Regions from separate parts of the Mus musculus genome. Here regions 1 and 2 are each linked to region 3. The links are chromatin contacts, called in public HiChIP or PLAC-seq and promoter capture Hi-C maps. All regions are on one chromosome and are shown on one strand. Each heading gives the region's core, a stretch centred on a gene start, on an enhancer-like site or on the middle of the called end of the contact. The rest is flanking DNA. Distances are from core to core; before and after follow the strand shown.

Region 1 (2,894 bases), core at 12-2,511, 650 kb before region 3:
TATTGGCCATTTTCCATGCGTTAGCCCAGCTCATGGTCAAGACTGGATGGACCCTCCTTGAAACACCATCGAATCCTTCATCCTTCCCTTTGTCTCTCTTCTGTCCAGAGATGCTGGAGAGGAGCTGTGCAAAGCCTGTGAGGGTTGCATCTCCTTAGGGCCATCGCCAACCCCAAGAATTGTATTTTAGAAGCTCATTGAACTGGAGAGGAATGAGCTTCAAGTATCAGCCTCTGGAGACACAAAACTATTAGAGCTAATGGCGGTGCCAATTAGCATAACTACTGCACACACAGAGTGAGCTGGGCACGGTGCTGGAGGGCTTGTGTGCACTTTCTTACCACGAACCCTATGAGATGTTTTATGATGTCACTTTTTCACGTGGGGACAGTGAGGGGCAGAGAATGTCAACAACTATGCCTAGGACACACAGCTCTGGAGCGACAAACCTGAAGCCAAAGCCAGCTGTGACTCTGATGTTTGCTGTGGAGAAGGGGCCAGTAATCAAACATGCGACAAAATGATAACTTGCTCTTAAGGTGGCATTTGTGGGATAGCTTTGTATCCCTTCAGAAGACTACGAGGAGGAGGAAGCCATGTGTGACAGAGACTGGGGAACATCTGGAACCGTGGTGTCATGTGGGGAGATCTCTGGGGTCTGCTAAGGGTTCAGGAGGGAGAGATGAGGAAGGGGAAGGCCTGGAAGAAAACGCCTGCAGCAAAGGCAAGGGGAGAGATGTGGCCTCTGTTTCAGGGACATCAAAAGACAGAGGAGTTACCTGTCATGAACTGCACTTGGAGGAAGGGGAAACTGAAACATGGCAAGGCAGCAGCCTTGGCTAAGGGCAGTGGCTTAGAGGCAGGGTTAGGATAGGAAATGCCATCTACAGAACCCCAGAGCTTCTGCAGGGTGGCAGTCATCTCAGAGTCTCATGTCCATCACCAATAAAGAAAAATACTGCTAACCCCTGGGAGGATCTAGGCCAGCCAGCCACCCAGCCACAGCCAGGGCTCCGATGTCGGGGATGTGGGACTGTGGTAGCAGAACGAGTTCCCTTTCCTTTCCTCTCCTTTCTTTTTTCTTTCTCCCTTCTCCCTTCTTCTCTTCTCTTTTGAAGCAGTGCTACACTCTAGCCCACGCTAGCCAAGGCTGGCCTTAGATGTGCTGCAGTCATCTTGTTTCAGTCTTGTGAGTGTGGGCTCGATCTACCCACAATCTAATCCACAGACAGCTGGAATAATTCCCAAGGTTTAAGATGTTGACAAAAGACTGTGTCTGTGCACCACACCCAGATTTATTTCTCCTCCTCCTAGGGATCACATTACTCACCCCTTTTTTTAAAAAAATATTTCATAATCTCTCTCACCAAACTATAACAAAGTGTGAGATGAGTTTAGAATCCAGCAAGTAAGGGACCAGAGAGGATCCCGTCCCAGCCTGCTCTGCTTCGTGATTGGTTCTTCTTTCTTCCCCGATTCTGTAATTGTCATCCTGCCTTTCTCCCCAGCCCCTTAAGGCACCTGGTCATAGACAAGGTTTCAGAAGCCTGAAAGGCTTTCATGGGCTGGTGCCTGATAGAGCCAGCCAGGAGAACCTACCCCAGTCTGCCTGCTGCTTGGCACTCTTCTGCCATATGAGTCTCTAGGATTCTACTTCTCCCTACCTGCCCCACCACAGCAGTTGCTGATGGATAGTGAATGTTCCAAGCTCCACCACAGCTAAGCTCTAGGTATTTGGCTCTTGATCCCCAAGAGCATCCTTCTATAGTTTTTGAACCAAATGGAGTCATGGCTAGCTCTACTGAAGTAAAGTTGTCATGGCCTTGAAGAGATACTTGTAGAGTCTGGAGTGATATCCATTAACCTCAGACCAGGTGCTGAGGTTGGGTCTAGTGTAGAATAGAAGTCATTTGTAGATGAAGGTAAGGAATAAGAGGCATCCGAGAACATCCCCTGTTTATGGGTTTAAAATGTAATCACCAAGTTAATAATAAGAATATTGACTGGCCTGTTTTTCTCTGTGGAGGAGAGAAGAGAACCTGCACATCAATCAATCAATCAATCAATCAATCAATCAATGATCTACTTAGTCAGCATTTGCACATTGAGCATCTATTCTGGTGGAGAACACCAGAGACAGCATAAGATGAAATGAATAGAACCTTTGCCTTCATTGGGCCCTTCATTCTATTGTGGAAAGGAACTGGCCAATGAACAAACAGGTCTAACACAATTCCTAGATAATGAGGAAAGCAACCAGGCAACAGGCAGAAGGGCTGGCAGAAGGGATCTGTCTGCACACGGGCCATCTTTCTAGGTCTGGGTGGTACTAACATCAGGTGGCTTTTCTTAGAAGTAGATGGGTCTTCATTCACAGAATCAGGTTTGCTTCATACAGGAGAAATATTATCCAGATCAGTACCTCACAGGGGAAGGTCAGAGCCAGAGTGTCGAGAGTGAGGTTCTTCAAAGCTCCACACGAGGAACCTCTGTCCATCCTTCTGAAGTGAAGGTGGGCACATACATTCAAGAGGCATGATCATATTGATTATATGTTCTAGCACTGAGTCTGCCTGCAGAAAGCAAGGCTCACGCACCATCTCTTGTGGAGATGCACAGGCATTGTCTTGACTCTCGTAGGAATACCAGGACTTCTAGGACTCAGTTTCCCAGTGTGGCTATTCCTCACCATGGGATATATGTCATATGTGGTCCTGTGCTTGAACTAAATCTGTATTAGTAGTTCACTTATGTCTCATAGCTATCCCTTGCTTCAAAGACCACATCGTGGTTGATTGAATGCAGTTTTTTTAATCAGAGAATGCTTTTGCTTTGGAAACTGAGATTCCACTAAACAAGACTGACTTTTTGTATTCCTGTAAGATACTTGGTGA
Region 2 (3,295 bases), core at 615-3,114, 900 kb before region 3:
TTGCTATGAGAGGGTTTTAGTTACTTTTCATGTTGCTAGGATAAAATACCCTGACAAAGCAACCTAATGAAGGGGAGGTGGATATTTTGTTACACAGTTTGAGGGGTACTCTGTCATGGTAGGGAACTCAAGGTGGTAGCAGCTTGAGGCAGCTAGTCACACTGTATCTAAGTCAGGAAAGGAAAAAAAAGAACAAAACAAAACAAAAAACAATGAATGTCTGTGCTCTGATCACTTCCTCTGCTATACAGTCCTGGATTCTAGCCTAGGAGATGGTGCCACCCACGGTGGGTGGATCGTTCCACTTCAATTAACCCAATCAAGAAATCTCCCACAGGCTTCCCAGAGGCCCATCTCCCAGGTGACTCTGAGTTTCATCAAAACAACAACTGATATTAGTCACCAGAGGCTGCTGAATACTTAGAATATGTATCTGTATAATAATCAGTTCTTTGTATGACAATACAAGTATGCTAAAGAAAAGGGATGTGTCTATAGGCAAGGATGCAGAAAACAACTGTGGGATGAAATCGTTTCTGGGTGTGTGACCTGCAAGGAAGGGTATCAGGTGACATAGGACTTAAGGCCTCAACTGGATGTTGGGAGCAAGTGTCCATCAAATGAGGTAAAGCCATCAACCTTCTGGTGACAAACTATTAATTTTTTTTTTCAAAGAAGCAGATTCTTTTTAATGTGAAGTCTCTCCACTTTTGAATTTTTTTAAGAAACCTTTCCAGATTAGATATATCTGCTAGTCTGTAAGCACACAGGTGCCAGCTTGTCGTCCTGAGAGTAAGCAGGGGTGAGAGTCCGTGGTTTTGACTGGTACTGATTCGGGTGGAGATGGACTACAGAGAACAGAAAGGTTCAGTGTGGAGAGAAACTGTGTGATGACCCAGGGACACTGGACAACGTGGGGACCTACTATGAGACATCAGGAGTGTTGATCCTGGAACTGCAATTCCCAGATTTACGTGCTCTGGGTAGTCACCTAAGAATCTTTCAAAAATTCCCATTTCTAGGTCTCATGGCCACCTGGTGAAACTATAGTAACTGACGTGGGGTGGGACCCCAGGCGATTCCACCATGTTCACAGGGCTAATGCAACTGAGCTATGTAAGAGCACGTGTCTCACAGAAGGCAAGAGGGAGACACTTGAGTTTACTGAGCCCAAACTACCTCTGTCCTTAAAGTAGACTTCATATGCACACCTGTGACAAGATAGGATGGATATTCAGTTTATTTGAATAAAGACATATCTGTGACATTACATTAAAAATAGTCAAGTTCTCTGGGTTGGAGAGATGGCTCAGCAATGGCACTGCTCTTCTAGAGGACCTGGGTTCAATTCCCAGCACTCACATGGCAGCTCACTGATGTCTGTAACTCCTGTCCCAGTGGGCCCAACACCCCTCACACAGACATGCATGCAGTCAAATCACCAATGCACATAAAATTTAAATTAAATAAAAATTAAAATAGGTTCTTATTTTAACCAGTCAAGACTGCTTCCCATGGTGTGCGTGTGTGTGTGTGTGTGTGTGTGTAAAAGCTTTTGTTGTTGTTCAACATTCTCTCTTCCACCTACAGTGCCACTGTGCATTAATTAAATATTAGGTCTCATTTCTCCCTGCTTCATTTACTTGTTTTCTTCTCACCCATAAACAAGATTACAAAAACATTCCAAGCAGTGCCTTAGAAGGTGAGCTGCAGGCTTGTAAAACACACATCAAACATTTTAAATAATTCGGTAGAAGTTTGGCCAGCTGTCGACCCCCTTCCTCCGTCAACACACTTCTTAGCACATGTGTGCTTTCAGATGTCAGCCCCCACCTGCAGCAGCGCCAACGGCAGCCTCAGTGACGTTTGGATAGCACAATCCAGACCATCATAACAAACCAAAAATGCAAATACCCCTGACATCTCAGCTGTGTTCTCTTGGTTGTCGCTGTTGTTGGAGAGCGGTTTCAGGGTAATTTAGGAAGAGTAGAAGCTTTAAAAGAAACATTATTTAACAACTGGGGAGGCAAGAGGAACTTACACTTGCATGTGACGTCACATGTAGGTCTTAGGTTGATGGATTCATCCTGAGAAGGAAGAACTGAGAAGTTCCTAGACACAGACTGGACTACTGGTCCAAACCCTTCCCACTCATTTATTCCCACAGTGTGATCTCCTGGTCCCCACTGGGCTGTGGCTCCCAGAGATATACAGGAACCTCTCCGATAGCTCCCAACTTCCTATCTTGCTAGGTTTTGGTTGCTGTGTATTAAAGTTGATTTTACATGTAAATATTTCTTTACTTCCTGTTTCTTTCCCCCTTGTCATAGGATTCACCTTATCCACTCTTGTCTCAGATCAATAATTCTGAATATTATGATATCCCAGAAATTCTGCTTGATCTTTTCACCGAAGCTCACATATAGCACCTATTGGCTTAATAAAACCTTTCTTTTTCAAGGAAGATCTCATGTGGCCCCAGAGGGCCAAACACTTGAAAATTTCACTTTGTTGTAGTAGTTATTTTTCTTGCCAAGAATCAACTTAAGGAAGAAAGGACTGGTTTGACATAGTGTCAAAGAATGGTGTCTATCCTGGCAGGCAAGCATGGTGACACGGGTATGAGCTGCCACTGTTCCTGCAGTCAGAAAGGACAAAGAGATGATTGCTGGTGCTCGGCTCACTTTCCTCTCTCTAGTCAGCCTTCCGAATGCTGCCACTGACCTTCAGGGTTGGTATTCTTTCACTGAACCTCACTGAAACACCCTCACAGACATACCTACAAGTTTGTTGGCAACAAAGATTAGCCATGACGCCATGTTGTCACTGAAGTTATTCTGTGGCACTAGACCACTGGTTGGTTAGTGTTAGAAGCAAGGTGACAAGCTCTTGAGGCCTTCTGACGGACAGAGTTTTCTCTTCTTCCCATTCCTTCCTAAACAGAAGGTATAACTCTTCCCAATGGATGTGTACAGGATCCGGTATATATAAGTAATCTAGTGTTGAATGTGTCATTTCCTGGAGGCTGTGCCCAGACAGGCTCCACACCACTCCACACGAGAAACTGGAGCTTGTGAAGGCTTAGTGTTCAAGTGTGTCTTGGAAGCAATCTCTCAGATACCCAGGGAAGACTATTTTTTGATTGACACAATCGGTCACTGGTTCTGTTTCATTTTCTGAACTGACATTTTGGTACCATTACACCTTTGTAAATGAACATCAAACTTCTCCATGTGGGGTCTAGAGTCTTAAAATCTTACCCATAATTCATTTTGAGAAATCAGAATCTCTTGGG
Region 3 (3,072 bases), core at 153-2,652:
CATTTTAAATCAAAAGGTGAAAATATACTGGATAAGACAGAGGTTTGTAGGTGAACTCAACCTTCTAGTCAAAACAAATTTAACTGTAAACATCGTCTCGGAAATCTTTTGAGACTCAATCTCTATCACTGCCAAAGAAAAAGTCATGCGAACATTCCTTTGTAAACCCACCACTTGGGTAGTAAATGTTCAAAAGACAGGGGACCTATCCCGTCTCCAATATTTCTTTAAGCTATAAGTAAAATTAGCAAAAGGTACCTCCTTATTAAAGAGTGATCCTCCGAGAAACTATTTCCAGCAGTTCTTAATAACAGTTAAAAAAGGGTTCATTAACTCTAGGCTCTTCCTCTTTTAACAACTGACAGGTAACCTTTTGGGAAGCCCAAAGCACACACCCCTTTCTTCAGCCCCGCTAAAGTTAAAGGTTGATTTGAGGACAGGGAGATGCCTCCGCAGCACCTCTTCCCCCCCCCCCCCCCCCACAGCACCCGTTTCTCTAGGGGATCCATCTGCATTTTGCATTAACCCATCTGCCCCAGTGCGCAAGCCAGAGGGTCGCAGGGGGCTGGGGATGCGGAGGCGGGGTGTGCCAGCCATCTGCACCCGCGCGCGTCCCCAGCTGCACACCTGGGGCCGGGGCCGCGCGCGTCGGCCCCACGCGGAGCGCGCCCCACGCGGAGAGCGGCGCGGCGCGCAGGACCCGAGGGCGGGGCGGGAGCAGCTCGGGTTCGCGCTCTCCCTCGCGGCGGAGCGGACAGCTTGCAGTTGGGGGGCCGACGGTACCTTTTGGATAGGTCCATGAGGACCCCGGAGAAGAGCTTCTCCCCGAGGCGGAACGACACGACGAGCGCGTCCTCGATGATGTGGTCCAGCGTGACCCGCACCTCCGAGCCGGGGATGAGGTGCGACACCGCCGAGTCCCCGCCCGCCGGCGGCACGAGCGCCGGAGCTGGTGGCGGCCGCGGCGCGTCCTCGGGCTGCTCGGGGGCGGCCGGAGGCTGCTCGGGCGGCGAGACCGGGACAGCCGCGGGCTCGGGCGGCTTCGCCTCCTCAGCCTCGGAGCTATCGGCCAGCTCCCCCGGCGGCGGCGGCGGCGGCGGTGGCGGCAGCGGCTGCTCGTCGGCCTGAGGGGCGGACTGGCGCCCGTCGGCCTCGCCGTCCGGCACCGCCGCCTCCGTGGCCGTGACCGGGAGGGGGGTGCCGGCTTCGCTGCCGGGAATGGGCTCTAGCTCCGGCTCGGCCTCGCCGGCGCCCCCTTCCCCGGGGGACGCCGCGGTCGCCGCCGCCTCAGCAGCCACGGCCGCCATTTTCTCGCTGGTTTCTCCCTCCTCCTACTCGGGCTGCGGCGGCGGCGGCGGCAGCGCGGCTGGGATCCCGAGGCCTTCCCCTCCCTCCCGCTAACACTCTCGTCCCGCCCTTTCCCTGATGCTCGTGATTGGCACCGCGCCATTGGCTCCGCCTTCCACCCCCTTCCGCACTTCTGTCAACCCATTGGTCAGAAGGAGCCGTCTGTCGCGGGCTGAGTCCCGCCCCCTCCCTCAGAGTAGGAACTTCCCATTGGTCAGGTGAGTTGTCAAGTGGAGAATCTAAAAGGAGTTTGAGGGGCGGGCTGAAGGATGGCAAAAGCGGCGCCCTGTGCTTACAGCCTGTATCTATTGGTTAGTAGGGGAAATACCGCTTTAGGATTGGTTTATGCCCCTGCCCTTACTCGGCCCGTTCTTCGGAGGTGGGAGAAGGGAAGAAAACGCGAGTCGTGCCAGTTCTTTCAAAGACTCCCCAAGGGGGGAATAGCGGGAGAATGCAGAAAGGGAACCACTTCCCAAGAATCTTTGCGCAGAGATCCTTAGAATAAATGTTATTTCTAGGCTTGGATTTGCTTGTGGCCAAGTGTGGGCACAACAGGCTTCTGTTGGGAAAGATAACTAAAGTTCCGAAAATAATCCTGAGACACTTTTTGGGTGCCTATTCACTAGTCAGATTACGAGGTGCTGGAAACAGGGCGATGTACAAGACATTCTCCATGACCACATGACAGGAGCTCCCGCATACACACAAGCGGTGTTTTCCTTGGTTTCACTCTTTAAAATATAAAGGACTAAACTCTAGGAACCTGCTAATTTCAAAAAAGGAAAATTCTAACGAGAAGACAGACAACTGGCATGCTAAATTGACTGTAGTCCTTAGATCCACGGAAAGAGTTCACTATTGAAGCCTTTTCTTTCCTTACCCTCTTCCTTGCCGTGTGCAGAAAGAAAGAAAGAAAGAAAGAAAGAAAGAAAGGAAGGAAGGAAGGAAGGAAGGAAGAAAGAAAGAAAGAAAGAAAGAAAGAAAGAAAGAAAGAAAGAAAGAAAGAAAGAAATCTAGGCATAGTTGCCGGTGGGGCAGCTCTTGGGAGGCACAGGCAGAAATGGCAAAATTCTAGTCCAGACTTAATACAGTTTCAGGATAGACTCAACTGCAAACTGAGATCCCATCCCAAGAAAGAAAAGATGAGGGCTAGGGGAGCCCTCCAGTGTCCTAAGGTCCTTGTTTTTGTGGTTTGGGTTTTTGTTTTGAAACAGCGTCTCCCTATGTACTTCTGGCTTGCCTGGAACTCACAGAGATCGGCCTCCTTCTCTCTGCCTCCCAAGTGTTGCGTTTAAAGACCAATTCTATTTGAAATCTGTTAAGTCTAGAAGGAGCCACTGTACTCATTTCTTGCAGATTGTTCCTCAGTCAGTCCTTTCTAATAGGAGCAATCAGAGGCACTGAAAACACCTACAAAAGAGAAAGAAGATATTTACCAACGTGGAGGGAAGAATGAAATGTCAAAGATTAATTGAATACTATATATCAATATCTAGTACAATCTTACATGGTCCTTGCAATTCGACAAGTGCTATTATACCCATTTTATTTGAAAACTGAGACAAAAAGGTTTCTAATGTTGTTTAGCTAATAAATTACACGGTCATAAGTCCAGGTATTTTTTTATAGAAAAGACAAAATGACAATAAGCAAATATTAGCCAACGTTCTGTCTATTTCAAGCTTAGCAGTTCTCAGGAAAGTAAAAGTCCAATAGAAGATGCCA

Evidence for each region. Promoter capture Hi-C pulls out the DNA fragments that hold promoters and counts their contacts. HiChIP or PLAC-seq counts read pairs in DNA pulled down with a chosen protein or histone mark.
Region 1: a promoter capture Hi-C map of the 3T3-L1 cell line shows a contact between it and region 3, with 7 times the contacts expected there. The contact joins the enhancer-like site here to the promoter of Pwwp2a in region 3. A contact is called at or near these places in 8 of 39 promoter capture datasets (the 3T3-L1 cell line, the HPC-7 cell line, cranial neural crest and 4 more), 4 of 115 datasets of contacts at active chromatin or transcription factors (astrocytes, bone marrow-derived macrophages, large pre-B cells and 1 more) and 1 of 9 other capture datasets (adipose tissue).
Region 2: a contact with region 3 is called in an H3K27ac HiChIP or PLAC-seq map of double positive thymocytes, with 4 times the contacts expected there. The contact joins the enhancer-like site here to the promoter of Pwwp2a in region 3. A contact is called at or near these places in 4 of 39 promoter capture datasets (the 3T3-L1 cell line, frontonasal cranial neural crest, hematopoietic stem and progenitor cells and 1 more), 4 of 115 datasets of contacts at active chromatin or transcription factors (bone marrow-derived macrophages, double positive thymocytes and large pre-B cells) and 1 of 9 other capture datasets (liver).

What each region holds. Positions count from the first base shown.
Region 1 is chr11:44,328,043-44,330,936 of GRCm38.p6, reverse strand. No RefSeq gene overlaps it. Among named protein-coding and RNA genes, the nearest start is that of Il12b, 71 kb to the left of the region's middle. Within about 2 kb of position 1,261, at least 10 of the 459 cell types and tissues checked have an H3K27ac peak or open chromatin away from gene starts, as enhancers often do.
Region 2 is chr11:44,576,675-44,579,969 of GRCm38.p6, reverse strand. No RefSeq gene overlaps it. Among named protein-coding and RNA genes, the nearest start is that of 4930597A21Rik, 8.0 kb to the left of the region's middle. Within about 2 kb of position 1,864, at least 18 of the 459 cell types and tissues checked have an H3K27ac peak or open chromatin away from gene starts, as enhancers often do. A contact at or near this core is called in double positive thymocytes, where this site is marked.
Region 3 is chr11:43,680,328-43,683,399 of GRCm38.p6, reverse strand. Pwwp2a (PWWP domain containing 2A) reads right to left here and starts at 1,402. Exons shown (of 2, transcript NM_027557.1): 1 at 784-1,402. The coding sequence starts at 1,307. Gm34963 (a long non-coding RNA gene) reads left to right here and starts at 1,336. Exons shown (of 2, transcript XR_388594.3): 1 at 1,336-1,565.